Regions from separate parts of the Mus musculus genome. Here regions 1, 2 and 4 are each linked to region 3. The links are chromatin contacts, called in public HiChIP or PLAC-seq maps. All regions are on one chromosome and are shown on one strand. The core of a region is the stretch at or near the end of the contact, and the rest is flanking DNA. Distances in the headings are between cores, read along the strand shown. Region 1 holds the start of Prkcd (protein kinase C, delta). Region 2 overlaps Cacna2d3 (calcium channel, voltage-dependent, alpha2/delta subunit 3). Region 3 holds the start of Selenok (selenoprotein K). Region 4 overlaps Dcp1a (decapping mRNA 1A).

Region 1 (3,469 bases), core at 722-3,221, 660 kb before region 3:
AGTGTCTGAAGACAGCTACAGTGTACTTACATATAATAAATAAATAAATATTAAAAAAAAAAAAAAAAGAATAGGGTCCCAAGCCAGGCGTGGTGGTGCACACCTTTAATCCCAGCATTCGGGAGGCAGAGGCAGGCAGATTTCTGAGTTTGAGGCCAGCCTGATCTACAGAGTGGGTTCCAGGACAGCCAGGGCTACACAGAGAAACCCTGTCTCAAAAAAACAAAACAAAACAACAACAACAAAAAGAATAGGGTCCCTTAGCTGATGGAAAGGGCATAGATGGGAAGAGCATCAGGGAGTCACAGATGGGAAGAGACACAGCAGAGACAGGTAGAGGAATGTTAATAGGAAATGACCCAGGAAACAGCATGCTTACAAGCCTGATGTGAGGCAGAAGGTTCCAGAAGGAATCCAATTTGCCCAGTCAACTTTGTGGGAAGAATCCACTGTCATGGGGTGGGGACAGTTATCAGGACTGGGGACTTAAATACTAATTTTCAAACTGGGTCCTCTTTCTTTCAGGGTAGAGGGAAGCAGCAGCCTTCCTCTTTCTACAGAAGGGACGAGTCATTGTGGTTTCCTCTCTCTAGCTCAATCCCCAATGTACATTTAAAATAAGGTTTGGAGCCCCACATCTCTGCCAGGGTCCCCCATCCCTGGAAGTTTCAAGCCTCCACGGGTGGGGCAGCACTTCTCTTTTTATTTTTTTTATTTTTTTATTTATTATATGTAAGTACACTGTAGCTGTCCTCAGACACTCCAGAAGAGGGAGTCAGATCTCGTTAAGGATGGTTGTGAGCCACCATGTGGTTGCTGGGATTTGAACTCCTGACCTTCGGAAGAGCAGTCGGGTGCTCTTACCCACTGAGCCATCTCACCAGCCCCTGCAGCAGCACTTCTCTTGATCTCAGTCGGCAAAGAGCTGTCTAGACTTCTATTCCTTCTAGGTAGTTTTCCAGAAGGAACTTAGGTATCTTGGGCTATTAGAACCCTCTTGTATCCTCCCAGGAAGAGTTCTCGTTTGTTTGGTTTTGTTGAGACAAGGTCTCTCATGAACAGGCTGGCGTCCACACTCTATTCTCCTGCTTTCTCCCCCTGAGCACTGGAGTATTATTCTGAGCCTCCATCTGTGGTTTACTCTGTGGTGGGGGTCAAACACAGCGCTCTCTGCGTGCTAGAAAAAACGATCATCTGCCCAGCCCAGGAAGTCATTTCTTTGGGTAAGTATAATGTAACAGCTTAGTGTTCTGGGCTTTGGGGACAGAAAAATGGAGTCCCTGGCTCCCATTTGGTGCTCAGACTTTGGGCCCAGGGGACCCTTAATGAGTGAATGAGTTACAGCTGACAATCAAATCCCTCTTATGAGCTTGACTGAGCAAGGGGAGCTCTGAACCGTGGGCTCAGGAAAGACAGTGAGATGGGGGCAGAGGCAATTCCCACAATTGTCTGAGGAGCAGTGCTGAGACAAACTGGCTAGAACCTCTCGCCCTGGAGACCTCCCAGCTCCTTCTCTCGGGCAGGACTGGAACCGGCAGGCCTGGCGGCGTGGCTCTGCTCAAGCCAGCAGGAAGAGGAATGAGGCCAGGCAAGGCGGGCCAGCTGGCCAGTGGGGAGTCCCGGGTGTGGGCGCAAGTAGTTGGGGAAGCCCCGTCGGTGCCTCCTGGGCTCCATTGTGTGTGCAGTGCTCAACCCCACCCCCCAACTTGGCCTCGGAGTCCTCCTCTATAAATTAGTCCCCTGAGATGGGATGGCCTGCGTGCCACTGGCAGGCGAGGCGCCACAAGAGCCAGAGACGGCTAACAGATCTGGGGACCCAAGGACTTGCAACTCAAAGAGGCTGAGACGCGCTGGACCCCCAGCTCACGTGGGCGGAGCTTCGAAGGGGCGGGCGCCCGTGGGGCGGGTCCTGAGTGGGGGCGGGACCGGGGCCGGCACCTGGGTGAGGTCGCGCAGCCCCTCCCCTTTGCACTTCCGTGTGCCGCGGCGCCAGAGCAGGAGGCGGCGGCCGCGGGGATCCCGCGAGCGGCCCGTGGACATCTACCCTTCGAGCCGGGACCCGGGAGGTCCCCACTGGCCTCCGGACCCGTCCGGATCAGACTTGTGCCTACCTCCCCGTCCACGCGCATCCGGGAGAGCCGCGCCACGAGACGGACCCCGGCTCGCCGGGACCCCTGGCGCCTGGCCCTGCGTCGGGAGGTGAGTGAGAGCTGGGCCCGGGCGCGGGGTCCGAGTTAACTCGAGGGCGCAGCGGCCTTTCTCCCCCTTTTCCTCGCCCGTAGTCTCCATTCCCCGCTTTCTTCTCTGGCTCCTGGTTCTGAAACTGAGAAACTGAGCCAGGAGCAGCCAAAGTCCCGCCGAGCACGGAGACCCGCCGGTGCCTCCATACCCTGGTCGGTCTGACCCTCTCTTCGACGGCTGGAGCCCAGGCCCGACTACTCCCAGCATCTTTAACCCCCTACTCCACCCCTGTGTGTCTTTATCCCCGCCGAGGGACCGTCCGATCTTCTCAAATCTCTCAGGGGACTCTGCACATTCGTCGGTCCCCACCCCCTCTTGCCTGGTCCTCTGCTCCCAGGCCAGGTCTGTTTGCCCCTCGCCGTCCGTGTACTCCGTCTCCCCACCCCCACCAGATCCGCCGTCCCCTCGACCCAGTCCTCCCAGAGCCGCACCCCCAGCCCACGCTCGCCTGCCCCTGCCAGTCCAGTCTCCGGTCCTTTTCACCACCGGGCGGAGGGCGGGCCGCCTGTCTCCCTAGCCTCCAGTGCTTGGGTCCCAGGCGGGCGGACTCTCACGGCGCCGCCTCCTTGCCCTATCTCTTCTTTCAGTCTCGGTGTCTTTCTTGGCTTTCCATCTGTCTCTGAGCTGGGCGTGGCTCCAGCCTCCACCATTCCCCTGTCCTCTCTGATCCCCCGTGTCCCTTCTCCGGGTGGTCTCTGCCTGGTGCTGTCAGTCTCTGTCCCACTGGAGAGACGCCACCCCCTCTGGGGGCCCAGTAAGGTGATGAGGACAGCAGTGACGGGAGTGCTCTGCCCTGCCGGCTGGCAGTGGAGAGGGAGCACCATCACAACTGCTCCCACTTCCCCAACTCTCTTATACAGGGGAGGGGAGAGAAGGGAGCCTCACTCAGCACCCCACTCAAACCTGGAGGACTTAGACTGAGTGGGGGAGATCCCTTTTTCCTTTGGCCGCTACCCTGGGCCCTCGGAGGAGTCTGGCTTCTGTTGCTGTAGTATCTGTGTCTGGACTTGTGAGTATAGTGTGTATCTTGTCTCTTTGTGTATTATTTGTCATAGTGGGACTTCCCCTGTGAATGTGTCCTTTTTCACGTGTGACTTGCATATACTTCATGGCTGTCTGTGTGTTCTGAGGCTTGGTGTGTGCCCCGTGCAACTTGGTAATCATGCCTTGTATGTAGAGGCTTCCCCTGTATATTTTGTGCCTTGGCTTGCTCATGTCTCTGTGTCCC
Region 2 (3,404 bases), core at 304-2,803, 530 kb after region 3:
CAGCTCAGGCTTAGTGGTGAGCACCTTCTCTACTGAACCACTCGCTTCATCGGTCTTAAAAAAGTTATATTTATTATGCATCCTACACCTTTATTTGCTGAGTCTGGCAACCCTGTTTGTATGTAGAGTCAGGAATTTGGGATGTGTCCCCTTGCCACCAGGAAGTTCAGCCTCTAGACAAGACTCCAGGTTACTTACCTGGGCCTGGGATGGGGGTGGGGGTGGGGGTGGGTGGGGGAATCAGTTATTCCATAAGTCTCAGAGGCACAAAGAGCGGGTGTAGTGGATATGTGCCTTCAGTTCTCAACAGTGGAAGAATACAAAATCCCTGACCACCCTCCCACCCTCCCGTGTGCTCTGGCCTCCTGTATGGCACTGTGACCCCCACAGCATCTCCTGCAGGTCCACAGAGCCCCTGTAGCCAGGCTAAGAGTTCTTCACTTCCCCAGTGCTGGATGGTCCAGGCAGCAGGAGGCAACCAGCTGTTTTTACTGTATCCAGCCCAAAACATGTCATGCAGAAAAAATGTCAAGTCGTTTTGAAAAATGTCGGAGGTATAATGAGCCTGACAGGACTGGAGTGGCATTGGCCATGGTCACGTAATTACTACCTCAGTGTTTGTTTACCGTGCAGCCCTTTCTTCTTACACTGGAATTAAATCAATCCAAGCAACAATGCAGCTTTATACAACCCAGGTCTCAGCGCAGACAACACTTCTGCATTCCCAGGTCCCTGGTGAGGGTGATCTTTGCCAGGTTGACTAAGCAACTTAACGGATTCTTTCATATCCGTATCTTCAGACTAAACTCGAGCAGACTTATTAAATTAAACTAAATGGAGGTCACCTAGTTTTCTTCTGCAAGCAATAAAATGTTAAGATAGGGTGAGACACTGAGGTCTGAGATCTAATTTGAATTTAAGCTGCGGCCTGGCACCATACTCCCGAGATCCACTAGATGGCGCTGATGATTCACACCAATGCAGTCGAGACTTTTTTTTTTTTTTTTTTTTTTTTTTTCCACCCCCTTTTTCTTTTTCCTTTTTCTTTTTATGTGCTTAAAAAGGTTAGGCTACTTCCACATACTTCTTCCCTTTACCTCCTCACGTTTGACATTCTCTTGTGTTATTCAAATGGACATTATTTCTCCCTTCCAAGATCTTTCTACCTCTGTGAATTTGTAAACATAAATAATTAGAAGGAGGAAGATAAAAAAAGTCCGTCTTATTTAAACCATCCATCTCTTTGTTGCTCCATTCCTTGATTTTTTTTTTCAGGGTGAACCTCCTTGGGCTTTGTTTCCTTGACGCATTTGGTCAGCATGTCTTCACAAAACTTCTGCAGTTCCTTTAGATTTCCTTCATCTGGTACAGTTGATTTTCCTCTCGCAGATTTATGCCCCGTTTACTTTGGGAAAGGAAATATCTATCCTTAGCATTTGAGTTTTGAGGATTTGCCCCCAACAGTGGGGATCAGATGCCTGTTAAGGTCCCAGCCATCCTCACTTAGAAGCAGACTAGCGGAAAGCTCTCCTGGTAGGAGGGGCGGTTCCATGTGGGTTTGTGGGGCAGGTCTTCTTTCATATACAGAATAAATTCTGGGCCAGACAAGGACAACAAAAGCACAAAGACTGGCAGCTGTTACAGATTTCCACCCCTAATGAGCTACATTTTTTCCCCTAGAGCATGGCTAATATGGGATGGGTCCCTCAGATTTTAAAAGGAATGTTAAAAGGGAGTAAGGTTAGCTTTAATCAAGTTAAAAAAAAAAAAGTCCTAAAACTAATTTCCAGCCAAGCTTGAGACCCATGGAAAGTTCTCTTGTAAATATTACAGCGGCAAGCGGTTTCCTTTATTTTTCTTATGACTCTTGGTTCTCAGAAATCACATCACCTGATTGGCTGGGAGAGCAGGGACCTTCTGGAGGCAGGGTCTCTGTGCTAGACCTGGTATATGCTCTAGAGCTTGCCTTTATGGGGGAGATTCCAACAAGGGAGTGCATCTGTGAGAGATGTTCCAGGCTTCTCTGCTGCTCTGAGATTTATTTAACAGAAAGGAGACTTGGGGTGTCCTGGGGCTTCTAACCATATCAGTGTCCTGTCACCAACTGGGTATCAAATGGCAGTTTGCAGAGTCCCAGTCCCCATTATCTTGGCACCTTGCAGTATGAACCCCCTTAGATGGGAAATAGTTATCTTACACAGTGCACCTGGATATTTCTGTAGCACTCCTTTGAGATAATTGTCAAGTAGTCATTGGTGGATTCCATTATATTGCAGAAAAGGCAGCAGCCATGAAATAAAGATAGTGTAAGCAGGGGAAGGTTAGATTCTGCAGTTGTTGGAAAGATAAGGCCCAAGACTCCTGATTATGAATGTCCTGTCATTCTGTTTAGAAAATCAGGCAATGGATGTCCCCTAAGTGTCTACTTGACAGTTCTGAGGGTTGAGACTTGAGGGGGGGGTGGGGTCACATGGAAGTAGGAAAATACAAAGCTCCTCCTCCTTTCTCTACAGTATGAATTAACCGTATTTAATACAAAATGTCTTACAGCTGTACAACAACTTCCTGTGTCATTTGTCAGGAAATATGAAAAGATTTTCAAGCCCCAAGCAAATTTTGCCGTGAACTTAAATATGCAAGTTTGTGACCATTCACTGGGTATCTCTGTTGACACTGATTCTTCTCTGTAGATTTACCCTGATACAACGGGCTTCTCCTCTGTCTGTCTCTGTCTCTGTCTCTGTCTCTGTCTCTGTCTCTGTCTCTGTCTCTGTCTCTGTCTGTCTCTATCTCTGTTTCTCTGTCTCTGTCTCTATCTCTGTTTCTCTGTCTCTCTGTGTGTGTCTGTCTCTCTCTCAGTGTGTGGGACTGCACACTGAAATGTTCAGGAAAATTACCAATACTTTATCTCCCTTTGAATGGAAGGGTTGTAAGTATTGGCCTCGGTCAGGAGTGGTCATTCCAAGTTCTCTGCAGCTATGGGGTTGACAAAAGAAGGTCTAGTGGCTCCGGCACTTGCTGCAAAGCCGGAGTTAGGTCCCACATGGTGGGAGGAGAGGACTGGCTAGTGCACTTCCTTAATATGCTTGCACACACACACACACACACACACCCCACACACACACACCCCACACACATTACAGTAAGTGAATCCAGGTAATAGAAGTAGAGTTAAAACCAAAGCATCCCAGTGGATTTTTCAGCATTAGTGATTAACGATTCTTTGTTGTCAGAGCTGACGTTTGACATTTAAAAGTAATTGTCTTTGATTAAACCTCCCAGCACAACACAGCCAGAAGCTGGCTTAGTTCTAGACAGGATTTGGCTTCTGGAGGTGAACTGAGTATTCCAGGTCCCTTGGTTATGCGCAGGCCTACCCTCTAGTTAGGCTCCAAACCAGCTTC
Region 3 (3,080 bases), core at 467-2,966:
ATTCCCCAGAAGAAGTCTGTTAGGAAAGACACTCTCCATGGGGACTGATTCCTGCTGTCCAACACCTGACCTACAGAATTAAAGAAAGAAACTGAGGTAAGTGCCACAAGTCCACAACTCGGCGCTGCCTTTAATCAGCGGAGCAACACCAATGAGCTCAGCTTTTGACTTGTTGGCTTCTTCAAGCCAGTCAACATCAGAGGTCCACTGTGAGTGCAGTCAAACTCTGGGATCTAGCGTTCACTCCTTCGATAGATGTCTACTTTCAGTATGTAATTCTCGGAGGCGAACTCATTCTAGGCATCTCTTTGCCATCTCCTTCTCACTGGTAAAATGCACATGACATTTTAGTGGCGAGATGGATGCAGCAGAAGAACACTGATCACTTTTGAGTGCATAGCTGTATGAGCTAGTGACCTAAATTGCAAATAACAGAATCTGCGAGCGCTCGAAACTGAAGATGGAATGATGATGCTTCCTGTAGTGCCCATCACACCACCTATCCCAAAGCTTTGTAATCAGGAGGTGAAATCCTGAAAAAAGCCGAGAAATTCAAAGTGCTCTCAGCCCTAAGACTTCTGCTAATCGCCCTACTCTCTAGAGATACAGAGATGAATCTGATACAACCACACCTATTTCCAGGGCCCCAAGAGAGTCTTGTAGAAATGCGCCAAGGAGTCTCACCTAAGTCACACAGGTGGGCAGATGGTTCTGGCACTGATACGACCTTCTCAGGCTGTATTTTTTTCTTTTCCAGTAATTGGAGACTTGCTTCCCAAGTTCTTTCAAACTGGGTAAAGTCTTGGGCTTAGGACTAGCTACACTTTTAGGGGAGAAAAATCTGTCACAACTTTTGTATTGCCTGGCGTGGTGGTGCTTGCCTTTAATTTAATCCCACTACTCCGGAGTCAGAGGCAGGAGGATCTTTGGGAGTTAGTGGCCACCTTAGCGTACACAGTGAGTTACAGGGCAGATAAAACTACAAAGTGAGACCCTGTCTCCAGATTTTATTTATTTTTTTCATATTCTTGCTAGTCCTGCATCACCACCATCGCCATCATTATTGTACGCATTATAGAGGCAGTATGGTAGGTAATACTGGAGCCAACCTGAGTTCAATTTAACCTAAATTTCATATTGCCTTTGTGATCTTTAGCGAGCTAGTCAATCTATGTCTCAGTCTGCATCCGAAAAACAGGGATAGAAATACACCATCTGAATAGAACAGTTACAAGGATGAAAGAGATGCTAGGCAAAGAACGCGGCTCTAGCGGCCCAAACAAAAGCGCGTTGTATCCGGACCGGGTTAGCGTCTCTGTCATTCCCGGGTTAAGGACACCCGCGCCCGGGATCACTATCGCAAACCCACAATCGGAAAATTGGCTGTACCAGGAGGCTTCAGGGTCCCCCAGCGGCACCCGGGGACCTTCTGGGCTGCGCCTCGGCTCCCACCGCCTCCGCTTCCCACTCCTTCCGGCCACTGGTGTGGGGGAGGCCGCCCCAAGCTCAGGACCCGGCGAGTCAGGACAGAAGCGGCCCAGGGTAAGGCTCTCACTCACCATTCGAGATGTAAACCATCTTCCCTCCGGTTGCCTGCTTCCTAGCGACAGAGAAGACCGGACGCCCCTGTTGTCGCCGTACCTAGCCTCCCGCCCCGCCCTGTACGTCACAGGCCACTGACAGACCCAAGTCAGGCTAGAGGTGGGTCGAGCCCATTGGCTGCTGGGAGACCACTCCTGACTAGAGGTTCCGCCCAGTCACACAAGTAACTTCCGCTGGCGTGGATACTGCCTGAGTCAGGAGACCGGATATGACGTCTAGGAGAAACATTGTTTGAGGGTCCTTTTCCCCACCCCCCTCACTTGGTTCCGGTTTGACCGAGAGTCTTTGAGGCCACAGCACTGCCGACCGGAAGTTGCTTGCTAGTTGGCAGACACGCGCAGGGTTCGGGTCCGAGGTGGCTCGAAGGGCTTGGAGGGCGGAACGTTCCTCAGCTTTCCAGATGTGTTGCTGTCTTTTGGAGTGGCAGGGAGAGGCTCTGAGGCGGTGTCTGGGACATGAAGAGCTTTAACCATCAGGTTTTGCTGAACTCACTTTTAAGTCCCTCTGGACCGTATTCCCTTTAAGCCGGTTATTTCTGCTCTCAGTTTATTTGTTTTGCTTTTTTGAAACAGGACTCACACTGTATTCCTGGCTCTGAGCTCACATTGTAGACGAGGCTGGCCCTAAACGCAAAGATCTGCCTGCCTCTGCCTCCGTAGCGCAGGGATGAAAGACAAGCCTCACCACACCCAGCTGGTTTTTGTTTTTGTCTTTTGTCTTGTTTTTGTTTGTTTTTGATTTGGGATCTGTGTATCCCAGGCTGCCCTTGAACTCACTTTGTAGACCAGGCCTATACCAGTACTCATGTGGCATAGGCAGGTGGATCTGTATAAGTTCAAGAAGTGGAATTTGTTATTTTTCGAGACTGTTTTTCTGTGTAGCCCTGGCTGCCCTGTAACTAGCTCTGTAGAGCAGGCTGTTCTTGAACTCAGAGATCCACCTGTCTCTTGCCTCCCAAGTGCTGGGACTAAAGGTGTAACCAACACCCAGCTAAGAAGTGGCATTTTTAATAGCTGTAGAGACACAACTAGGGAAAATCAAATGAACTTCAGAATGACAATTTCCTCTGCTTGTCAGCATTGTAGACGTGACATATGCGTTAGAAGGCAGGTCTTGGGCATCCAGTAAGTTTGAAGAAAATTCCTTGCTGCCCCTGTTGTGTTTCCTTTGTGGTGCGGGGAGTGGGGGTGAGGAGAGGGGAAGGGAGGAATGAGGTGTGCAGTCAGTACAGAAAGGGAGAGTTGGGTGTTTTCCACCTTATTGGACTGGCTAGGGAGCTCTGGCCATCTGCCTGTCTCATCCTCCAGGATAGGTCTGAGTTGTGTGCAACCACTGTTGGCTTTTACATGACTGCTGGGGATTCTAAAATCCAGGCCCTCATGTCTGTGTAGCAGTCACTTTACCCACCGAGCTCTCTTCCCAACCTGGGTCCGTGATTTTTCTCAAGGGCCTTTCTAGACCTGGGCTTAAACCATGAC
Region 4 (3,030 bases), core at 264-2,763, 550 kb before region 3:
TCCTGGAACTATGTAGACTGGATTGGCCTTAAACTCAGAGAGATCCTCCTACAGTGAGTCTACATCCAAATCCCTTTATAAATTACAGGAGTAACAACAATAGTATCCTATCAATTCACAAGGCTCATTCCCTCATAGTCTTACATTCTCCAGATCCCACTATTCTCAAGTACTAACTGGAAAATTTACATAACTGTAAACATAAAAAAATATAATCACAAATGTAACTGTGACAATTATTTCACAGCTCTACTATGAAGCCAGGCTGGCCTTGAAGCTTCAACAATTCTGGTTCAGCTTCCTGATTACTGAATGCCCAGTAGTTTAAAAAAAAACCAAAAGCCAAAAACCAAACCTATTCTTTATGCTGAAACAAGACGGCTAGAGATTCTGTGACAAAAAATGAACTAAAACGTGCATGTGGTAGTTCATCCCTATAATCCCAGGATGGGGAGGCTGAGGCAGGAGGACTAGTCTGAATATAAGGTAATCCAAGGCAACAAAGCATGTTTCCAAACTAGACAACCAACCGACCAATATCCTACCTCCCTCCTCACCCGCCCCCAGAAAATAAAAACAAAACAAAATAATCTCAACCCCCCTAAGCTGTGAGTAGAGCACACTGTAATAGTAGACTCAGGAGACGGAGACAGAGGCTCAGAGGTTCAGAGTCACCTTCAGCTCCATACTGAGCTCCGTACTCTATTAGATGAGACCATCCTCGAGAACCAATCCAACCCAGCCCAATGTAGACAAAGAAAACCAAAGCAAAGTACTAGAGCGCAGTACATTCATCAGTGCAATTGATGTGAGTCGTAAGCAACGTACCGTTCCACATACATGTCAACATTTGTTTACATAGATTTATTTTGAAAACTAAAGGTGCTACGGTTATTTTGCAGAAATTCCGGGTAAGGGGGGAGGGTATGGGGGACTTTTGGGATAGCATTTGAAATGTAAATGAAGAAAATACCTAATAATAATAACAACAACAACAATAATAATAAAAAAGAAACGTGGAAAAAGAAAAAAAAAAAGAAATTCCGGGTAAGAAGCCATACTTCTATTTTAGAGAGTAGGAACAATTCAATTCAATAAAAACAGAAGGAAACACACTGGGGAAAGAGAACCAAGAGAACTTAATGGTGAATTATCAAAGTGAAGTCTATTTCTGCGTGAGTTGTATTTGTGGTATACATACAAGTTCATGTGGATGTACACATGTGTGCATGTATGTGGAGGCCAGGCGTCAATGTCAGATGTATTCCTCACTCTTCACCGTGAAGAGACAAGGTCTCTCAATGAACCAGAACGCGTCTACTCAGCGATCTGCCTTCCCAGTGCTGGACTACAACACGAAGCCAGCAAGCCCGAATGCCAGCAAGCCCGGCTTCTTATGTGCTGCTAGGGATCCAAAGCCCGCCATATGCTCTCTCCACAAGCACAGTACTGTTGCACCATCTCTGTGGCCCCAGGAAATGGACTTTAATACTGAGGCCTGGCAGCATGATCTGCTTGCCACTCAGCACTAGATGGCAGCATCACTAAATAAATAGAGCAACTCTCTGTGTAAGGGCGGATTAGGGATTTGCAATAGTTTTAGACAATTACACAGCCTTTTCATAATATATCATTACATATCATAATAATTACAATGCTTTGTAATTCCTTGGCTTTAGCTGAAAAAAGTTGCAATTTTATTTTATTTTGTGTTTTTGAGACAGTCTTGCAACATAGCCTTCATAGTCTTCATACAAGTGGTTCTTCTACTCATTTGCATACTTGTAATTCCAGCACTGGGTTGGTAAGGATGGACTGATAACGGGGACTTACTGGCCAGACTAGCCAGCCATGCAAGCTGCAGGCTAACGACAAACTCTGCTTAAAAATGAGATAAGAGAAAATGGTAGACAGAGTGTAAGGAATGGCACTTGAGGAGTCCTGCCTGCCACATGCACACGTGTGTGAGAGTACCTGCATGCACGTGTGCACACTTCCCACACTCTGCTAAAGCAAACAAATTTGTTGAGCTGGGCATGGTGGTATATGTCTGTAATCCCAGCTCTTGGGAGGTGGGGAGAGGATGATGAGAAGTTCAAGGTTGACCCTAGATTATACAGGGAGTTTGAGGCCAGCCTGGGTTATTATATGAGACACTGTCTCATAACAAATGAAAAACAAGGGTGGAGAGGTAAGGGAGACTTACTGGTATATGTATATACACGATTGTAATATAACAACCTTGTTAACATGTATATTCCATGCTAATAAAGACGCATGCCCTCTTCTCCTACCACCATCTTTTTCATTTCTCCCTTTTTCCTTTTTGTTGTATTTTGTTACTTTATTATTATTTTTTTTTCCCCAAGTCAGGGTTTCTCTGTGTAGCCCTGGCTGTCCTGGAACTCACTCTATAGACCAAGCTGGCCTCAAACTCAGAAATCCACCTGCCTCTGCCTCCCAAGTGCTGGGATTAAAGGCGTGTGTCAACACGCCCAGCTGAATTTTGGCTTTTTGTGACAAGGTCTCTCAAGCGCTGGCTGTCCTGGAACTCGATGTATAGACCAGGTGACCCCAGCTCGAAGAGATCTGCCTCTGAGTTCTTAAAGTTGTGTACCACCACGCCCAGCTCAAATCAAGAATGTGAATGCTAAGCAAATAGAATCACAATATGTAGTCTTTTGAGTCTTTCTCATTTAGCATAAGTGCCAGAGACTTGTTAAAGTTGCTGTATATATCCAGTTTGTTTCCTTCCCACTCTCCTTTAGAAGGTTGGAACCCATGCATGCCGGACAAGCAGCATCCCAGCCCAGGTTTGTCCTTCCTGCTAAGTTGTATTAGTTGATAGAGCAGTTCATACTGAGTATCCCAGACCTGAAATACATGAGACTAGAAGCATTTAAAATGTGAGGGTTTCCTAGGGTTTTAGAAATATATTATAGAATATATTTAAAACATACATTTTAGAAAACACGCACATGCACGCACGCACGCACGCGCACACACTCTCTCTTTCTCTCTCTCTCTGAG

What was found. HiChIP or PLAC-seq counts read pairs in DNA pulled down with a chosen protein or histone mark.
Region 1: an H3K27ac HiChIP or PLAC-seq map of trophoblast stem cells shows a contact between it and region 3, with 13 read pairs. The contact joins the promoter of Prkcd here to the promoter of Selenok in region 3. A contact is called at or near these places in 1 of 39 promoter capture datasets (pre-B cells), 2 of 484 Hi-C or Micro-C datasets (CD4 T cells and the MNK3 cell line), 5 of 115 datasets of contacts at active chromatin or transcription factors (embryonic stem cells, memory CD8 T cells, pancreatic cancer cells and 2 more) and 2 of 9 other capture datasets (adipose tissue and liver).
Region 2: a contact with region 3 is called in an H3K4me3 HiChIP or PLAC-seq map of embryonic forebrain, with 4 times the contacts expected there. The contact joins the enhancer-like site here to the promoter of Selenok in region 3. A contact is called at or near these places in 5 of 39 promoter capture datasets (the 3T3-L1 cell line, frontonasal cranial neural crest, hippocampal neurons and 2 more), 1 of 484 Hi-C or Micro-C datasets (embryonic fibroblasts), 3 of 115 datasets of contacts at active chromatin or transcription factors (embryonic forebrain, embryonic stem cells and epiblast stem cells) and 1 of 9 other capture datasets (embryonic stem cells).
Region 4: a contact with region 3 is called in an H3K4me3 HiChIP or PLAC-seq map of forebrain, with 7 times the contacts expected there. The contact joins the enhancer-like site here to the promoter of Selenok in region 3. A contact is called at or near these places in 13 of 39 promoter capture datasets (the 3T3-L1 cell line, the C10 cell line, the HPC-7 cell line and 8 more), 11 of 115 datasets of contacts at active chromatin or transcription factors (astrocytes, differentiating embryonic stem cells, double positive thymocytes and 8 more) and 1 of 9 other capture datasets (macrophages).

Annotation. Positions count from the first base shown.
Region 1 is chr14:30,624,710-30,628,178 of GRCm38.p6, reverse strand. It overlaps Prkcd (protein kinase C, delta), which reads left to right and starts at 1,971. Exons shown (of 18, transcript NM_011103.3): 1 at 1,971-2,199.
Region 2 is chr14:29,440,845-29,444,248 of GRCm38.p6, reverse strand. The region is part of intron 4 of Cacna2d3 (calcium channel, voltage-dependent, alpha2/delta subunit 3); the gene reads left to right. Among named protein-coding and RNA genes, the nearest start is that of Cacna2d3, 280 kb to the left of the region's middle. Within about 2 kb of position 1,553, at least 23 of the 459 cell types and tissues checked have an H3K27ac peak or open chromatin away from gene starts, as enhancers often do. A contact at or near this core is called in embryonic forebrain, where this site is marked.
Region 3 is chr14:29,967,016-29,970,095 of GRCm38.p6, reverse strand. It overlaps Selenok (selenoprotein K), which reads right to left and starts at 1,716. Exons shown (of 5, transcript NM_019979.2): 1 at 1,560-1,716; 2 at 1-70. The coding sequence starts at 1,578.
Region 4 is chr14:30,514,969-30,517,998 of GRCm38.p6, reverse strand. All of the region lies in intron 6 of Dcp1a (decapping mRNA 1A), which reads right to left. Among named protein-coding and RNA genes, the nearest start is that of Gm35566, 32 kb to the right of the region's middle. Within about 2 kb of position 1,513, at least 6 of the 459 cell types and tissues checked have an H3K27ac peak or open chromatin away from gene starts, as enhancers often do.